2 separate regions of the Pan troglodytes genome follow, and region 1 is linked to region 2. The links are chromatin contacts, called in public HiChIP or PLAC-seq maps. All regions are on one chromosome and are shown on one strand. Each heading gives the region's core, a stretch centred on a gene start, on an enhancer-like site or on the middle of the called end of the contact. The rest is flanking DNA. Distances are from core to core; before and after follow the strand shown.

Region 1 (3,557 bases), core at 65-2,564, 300 kb before region 2:
AAGTGGATGAACATTTAAAAAGTTGCCATCCTGTCCAGTTCATCAAAATGACTTTGTAAAAGTACTGCAGTGTTCAATAAGAACACGTTTCATGTTGAGTTTCTGTTTTTCACTTGACTTCAGATAAAGTATTTTAGTGATACTCATATAGGTCTCATCTGACAAAACAAGTAAACGCAAAGGAAAAAGAATGTCATATCTCAACAAAGCCATTCGTTACAAATAAATATGAAGGTTTATGTGGTTCTGCACTATCCGAGAAGAGCATAATTTAGCTGCTGAATATTTTCGACGTTTACCTGTACATTAATTCTCAGCTACGTGTATTCACTCCCCCAACCCCAATTTAAATATGTGGGCGTCTGCTTACTAGGGGAATTCCAGGTTGTGCTTTCAGCTGTTGAGCTTCCTCAAGCCCCCTATGCAAAAGAGCTTCACATTTTTGGTCCACTGCTTGGGATCCTTTACTTGGTACAGCCTTCGCCCTAGGCTGAGTGAGCAGCCTAGGCAGCCTGACTTAAGGATGAATCTGAGCCGCCAGTCCCTAACGAAGCATCTCCAAGAACCCAGTTAGGGGGAAAGCATGAGGAGATGAGTGAGGAGTGGGCAAGAATCAAAACTCCACTTGGCAACAAAGCCCAAGCTCTGCGTTTAGCGATGTAAAACCTGGATTGACAGATCACTGGAGGATCACTGCCACCAAGGTCCCTCGGATGCAGGGCTCGCCACAGTCTTCCTGTGCTAGGACTTTCCGCTCCTCCGACCTGGAGGATCCTCCTTGTCCTCGGACTCCAGGCTTCCGCTTTCCTCTCCCGCTGGGCTGCAGCCCGCCCCCGCCCGCCCTGGGCACAGCTGCGTTACTCACGTCTTTCTTCACTTCAGTGAGGTCCTCCTCGGTGAGGGACGGTGCGGTGGGCTCCATGGTGGAGGCGGGAGATGGCGCTTCTTCCGGGTCCGGGAGCTCGGGCTGCGCCGCCCCGCCCTGGCTGGGGGCTTCGGCCTCTGGGTAATGGGGAAGAAGGAGAGGAGGCGGAGCGGGTCGGGAGAAAGACGGCCGCCCCTTCGGGAACAGAGGGACTCGGGGGTCAAACCGTAGCGCTTCCGGCCCCGCCTCTGAGGTCGACGCGGAGCTCGGAGCAGCGTTCCCTCCCTCTCGTAGAGGCTCAGGCGCAGGCACCGCCCCACGGCGAGGCGCGTCCCTTAGCAGAGCCCGCCCTGTCTCTGCGGCAGCCTATCGTCGCCAGCCCGCGGGCCGATCCTGTTCCCGCCCCGACCGGAGCCTTTCGGGTGGCTCCGCCCACAGCGGGCGTTTCCTCAAGCCACGCCTGCGCAGGTCGTCGGTAAGTGGCCCGGGTTAGCTTCCTCATAAGGCATCGTTTCCGTGGGTGGGGTCCGTCAGTGCCCAGGCAGCTGGCACTCTCAGCCTTTGCTGCCTGCTCACTTCGGGGGAGTCCGGTATGGGCTTGTCAGTACCTTGGGTTCCTCCCCTTTTCCCAGACCCTGCCCTACAATTTCCTGTTGTTATGTTTGCCAGTTACTGTTTTGGTCACACACAAACGCACTCATACACACATACACATGCATACACACAAACAGCCTAACTACAATACTAAACAAATTTTTTAAAGAAAAAAAGAAACCACCTACAATCCCACCACTTTAACACTTAATTTAACGTTTGCATACTTTTTGGTCACTGTTCATTATAAACATAGTTTTTCCTTATTAGTTAATCTGTGTAATGGAGACAGATATGCTTACCTTTTAGGGCTGCCGGGATCATATGTAAAGTTCTTAAAGGTAGTTGGCACACAGTATGCACTCAACTGATTATTTATTTATTTATTTATTTATTTATTGAGACAGGATCTCACTCTGTCGCCCAGGCTGGAGTGCAGTGGTGCGATCTCGGCTCACTGCAGCTTCCACCTCCAGGGCTCAGGCGATCCTTCCACCTCAGCCACCAAGCAGCTGGGAGTCCAGCTAATTTTTTTGTATTTTTTATAGAGATGGAGTTTCGCCATGTTGCCCAGGCTGGTCTCAAACTCCTGGGCTCAAGCCATCCACCCTCCTCGGCTTCCCAAAGTGCAGGGACTACAGGCATGAGCCACCCAGCTCATCCTACTCAAACATTTATTGAGTCCTTACTAATATGTTCTAGGCAACTTATACTATGAGTCCTCCATTTTATAGGGGGAGACTGATGAAGAGACGACTATCCCCAGACCGTATTGTAACTACTATGGCGCTGTGTAAGAAGCAACCTGAGAAGTGTGGATGAAAAGCTACAGGTAGAGCCCTGGGCCCAAGACGATCGCTTGGACAACATGCTAAATAAACTATAAACTAGATGGTATTTGAAGCTACGAGAGTAGATAAAAATGACAGGAGGACCAAGGAGAAACTTGGGAACGCCAATGTTTAAGAAACGGGAAAGCGAAAAACACACACACACACACAAAAAAACAATGTAACCAGAGCCACAAAAACCAGAATCACAGCACAGGGATTCTGATGTTTACATTATGTCCTGTTTCCATGTTGACACATTATACATGGACAGTTTTTTTCTAATTGCTTAATTTTTCATCGTCTTCCATCCGATTTACTTAACCATCCTTAACTTTAGGATGAATCCTTTCATTTGACAAATGTTTTTTGAATGTCCACTATGTGCCAGACACTGTTCTAGGTGCTAGGAAAACAGCTGTGAACAAAACCAATAAAAATCTCTTTCCTCATGGAATTTATATTTTAGTTTATGTGTGTTTGGGGCAGATGAGGTAGGCACTTGAAAAATTTTATCTAAGTTTATTTATTTATTTATTTGGAGACAGAATCTCGCTCTCTCATGCAGGCTGGAGTGCAGTGGCACGATCTCTGCTCACTGCAACCTCCTCCTCCCAGGTTCAAGTGATTCTGCTGCCTCAGCCTCCCCAGTAGCTGGGATTACAGGCGCATGCCACCACACCCGGCTATATCTAAGTTATTTTAAAAAAATAATTAATTAATTTATTTTTTTGAGATGGAGCCTCACTCTGTTGCCCAGGCTGGAGTGCAATGGCACCATCTCAGCTTACTGCAACTTCTGCCTCCCGGGTTCGAGCGATTCTCCTGCTTCAGCCTCCTGAGTAGCTGGGACTACAGGCACACGCCACCACGCCCAGCTAATTTTTGTACTTTTAGTAGAGACAAGGTTTCACCACATTGGCCAGGTTGGTTTTGAACTCCTGACCTCAGGTGATCTGCCCACCTCAACCTCCCAAAGTGCTGGGATTACAGGCGTGATCCCCCATGCCTGGCTATATCTAAGTTATTTAATTTATTAGAAGATGATAAATGCTAAGAGGAAAAAATAAAACAGGGAAGTAGGATGAGGCTGTATGGATTGGTAAAATTTAAACTAGGGTGGTCATGACCTCACTGCTCACTTTGGAGGAGTCTGTTCTTGGCTTGTCAATACCAAGATAAGGGATTTGATTTATGCTTAAAGGAAGTGAGGGAGTGAACCGTGTGGATATAAGGAGAGAGCATTATGAGTACAGCCAGCAACCAAC
Region 2 (3,317 bases), core at 644-3,143:
CAGTCACTTCATTAAGAAGGAAACAATAATGAAATGATAAGGCAGGAAAAACAGTGTTTTGTAAATAATAATTGATGTATTAACCTGTGTACGTGTTGGGCCCACACTTTCCTCACTGTATTTGCATAACACCTGACAATCCATTGTCTTGAAAAGTCTCCCACCCCTAACCCTCCAACAGAGCTTTAGAGATCCCACTCCCTCTAGCAAATGCTGCTTCCATTTATGAAAGGGCACTTTGGAATGAATGAAACTGAACTCCTTCCTGCAAGAGTTCTCTTCACTGGAGTGTGTTTTCATCCTGACAGATTCTCATTGTGCTTACCAGGAAAGTCAGCATTAGCACTAAGGGCCTTTTCAAGCAAGACTGCTAAATTATGAAGTCTGAACAGCCTTAAACATTAAAAAGGATAAGTAGTTATCCTAGAGCATATGAGTCTCACATGATAATTTTTATTAAAATTATGCAAAAAGTTTTTGAAACTTGCAGGGAAAGTTTATCAATCACACTAATGGTATTGGTGATGTTCAAGTAAATTGTCTTGTGGTGGAGTCTTCTACTGAGTGTGTTGCAGGTAGAACAAGATCTTAAAATCTGCTGACATTTTTACTGCAAAATATTACATCCTAAATCTCTTTGCTGTACTTGGAGAGAAGGGCATTGCAATTCATTTAAAATGGGAGGCTTCCAGTGGTCCCTAGGAAAGGAGTTAAAAACCCCACAAAACGTCCAGCTTGAAGGAGTCTGCTTTTCCCAGAGATTCATAGGGCACAATGGTCCTGGAATCTGGTTTGACCTTGCGGTCTTTGCAGGTGATGATTTCAGGCCACTCCACGGTGGTCCCCTGCACTTCTGGCTGGCTGCTTGGTTAGCATAGCCTCCTGCCCGCGGAGGGAGGCGGGAAGGGCTTACCCCGTCTCCTGCATCCGTGAGGAAGTATAAGTCAGCCTGCCGGAGAACTCCCCGCGTTCGTTTCCTCTCGGACTTCCAACCCAGGCAGTGGGCTGGAACTAAAGTGGGAACCTCCAACAACAAACAAGTACAACATACCCAAAAGAGGGAAGGGCTGGAGGAGTGGGGGAGACCTCTGCCTGGGAATTTGCCAGACGATGGGGAAGTTTCCCCCCGCCCCCCCCCCCGCCTTTTCATTCATAAATGCCACTGTGGGTATTAATTTGCAATTCACTGAACTTTGCTAATAAACATCATGCCAAAACTTTGGGACTTGTTCCGAACACGCCTCTTTGAAGTCCACAAATATTCCTGGCTCAGAGACACACTCCTCTTCCCCGTTCTACTCTTTCAACAGATAACTTGCCTCTCACCTTCGCTGTAAACAAGCAAACAGCTCACTGCCTTCCCGGGTGAGGGCTTCAGTGGCTGCCCGGTCAACTCGCATCACCAAACAAAACGACTTTTGTTCCTCCCTCTCAGGTCCTCCCACCCACCCAGTCCAGGCAAAGTTCTGAACTGGCCCCCCTCGCCCCTCACGACCCTCCAACTACCATCACCACCATCACGCCCCAAAGAACCCTTCCCAACATAAGTCGTAATTTAAGGTGGAAAAAACGAACTGTTTTCTTGACGGGTCTGGGACACACACACACACACACACACACACACACACACACACACACCGAACTGTTTTCTTGACGGGTCTGGGAGACAGACACACACACACAGACACACACAGACACACACACACACAGAGACACACACACACACACACAAAGGTGCAATGGAGCCAGGGGAGGCGCTTGGCAGCAGCCCGCGCCAACCAGCATTCCTGAGATGTTTGAGAATTCTGGAACGCGCAGACAGAGCCGACGTCACTGCAACACGCGGCGCCTCCGCCGGCCCGTATAAAAGGCGGGCTCCGGGGCGCCTGGGCAGACCGCGAGCGAGAGCGCCCCCGAGCAGCGCCCGCGCCCTCCGCGCCTTCTCCGCCGGGACCTCGAGCGAAAGACGCCCGCCCGCCGCCCAGCCCTCGCCTCCCTGCCCACCGGGCCCACCGCGCCGCCACCCCGACCCCGCTGCGCACGGCCTGTCCGCTGCACACCAGCTTGTTGGCGTCTTCGTCGCCGCGCTCGCCCCGGGCTACTCCTGCGCGCCACAATGAGCTCCCGCATCGCCAGGGCGCTCGCCTTAGTCGTCACCCTTCTCCACTTGACCAGGCTGGTGAGTTGGACTCTCCTTTTGCCACCTATTCCCCGTCCGCTCTCCAGCCCCTTCCCCTGGTCCCAGATTGCCCACGGCAGGAAAAGTTAAAAAGTTCGCGATCGTTTGCGGGTAGCCGTTTCTTTAAGCACTCTCCCCCTCCCACCGAAGACGTGTCGGGACCTCTTGGTGGGAGCAGCCTTCCGAGGTGGCCGGGCTGGACGAGATCAGAGGCTCCCCGTCGACAGGGTCGGAGACCCCCGTCCCTCCCTGCGGCAGCCGCGGCGCCCCTCCTGCGCACCGCGCCGAGTCTCACGCGTATCTTCTCCCCCTTCCAGGCGCTCTCCACCTGCCCCGCTGCCTGCCACTGCCCCCTGGAGGCGCCCAAGTGCGCGCCGGGAGTCGGGCTGGTCCGGGACGGCTGCGGCTGCTGTAAGGTCTGCGCCAAGCAGCTCAACGAGGACTGCAGCAAAACGCAGCCCTGCGACCACACCAAGGGGCTGGAATGCAACTTCGGCGCCAGCTCCACCGCTCTGAAGGGGATCTGCAGAGGTAAGATGCTTGTGGTTTGGCCCCTTTAAAAAAAAATACTAGTCCCCATAGTCCAGAAGTTTAGTAATTCTGAGACCATGTATGGTGATGCTTTGTTGTTGGTAGCTTGGCAGAAAGGCACATGATTTCAGCAGTCTGGAATGCAATTCAGTGTGTCTGGGCCCAACGAAAGCGCATACGGAAAAGTGATTCCTGACTAACTTATTGTTCTGGTCTGGAGTCTCCGGGGAATTGTAGGGAACTTTACCATAAATTGAATTTAACAGCAGAAAATATGTATGAGTTTCAGGCGGTGGTTTGGAATCTTAACTTTATCCCCTTCTACCTTTCTCTTTTGGTGATCTTTGCAGCTCAGTCAGAGGGCAGACCCTGTGAATATAACTCCAGAATCTACCAAAACGGGGAAAGTTTCCAGCCCAACTGTAAACATCAGTGCACATGTATTGATGGCGCCGTGGGCTGCATTCCTCTGTGTCCCCAAGAACTATCTCTCCCCAACTTGGGCTGTCCCAACCCTCGGCTGGTCAAAGTTAGCGGGCAGTGCTGCGAGGAGTGGGTCTGTGACGAGGATAGTATCAAGGACCCCATGGAGGACCAGGACGGCCTC

The links. HiChIP or PLAC-seq counts read pairs in DNA pulled down with a chosen protein or histone mark.
Region 1: an H3K4me3 HiChIP or PLAC-seq map of stem cell-derived excitatory neurons shows a contact between it and region 2, with 2.9 times the contacts expected there. The contact joins the promoter of BCL10 here to the promoter of CCN1 in region 2. A contact is called at or near these places in 1 of 7 Hi-C or Micro-C datasets (stem cell-derived neural progenitor cells) and 1 of 1 datasets of contacts at active chromatin or transcription factors (stem cell-derived excitatory neurons).

What each region holds. Positions count from the first base shown.
Region 1 is chr1:145,793,079-145,796,635 of NHGRI_mPanTro3-v2.0_pri, reverse strand. It overlaps BCL10 (BCL10 immune signaling adaptor), which reads right to left and starts at 1,314. Exons shown (of 3, transcript XM_513526.8): 1 at 866-1,314. The coding sequence starts at 922.
Region 2 is chr1:145,489,290-145,492,606 of NHGRI_mPanTro3-v2.0_pri, reverse strand. CCN1 (cellular communication network factor 1) reads left to right here and starts at 1,893. Exons shown (of 5, transcript NM_001098553.1): 1 at 1,893-2,179; 2 at 2,497-2,710; 3 at 3,061-3,317. The coding sequence starts at 2,117.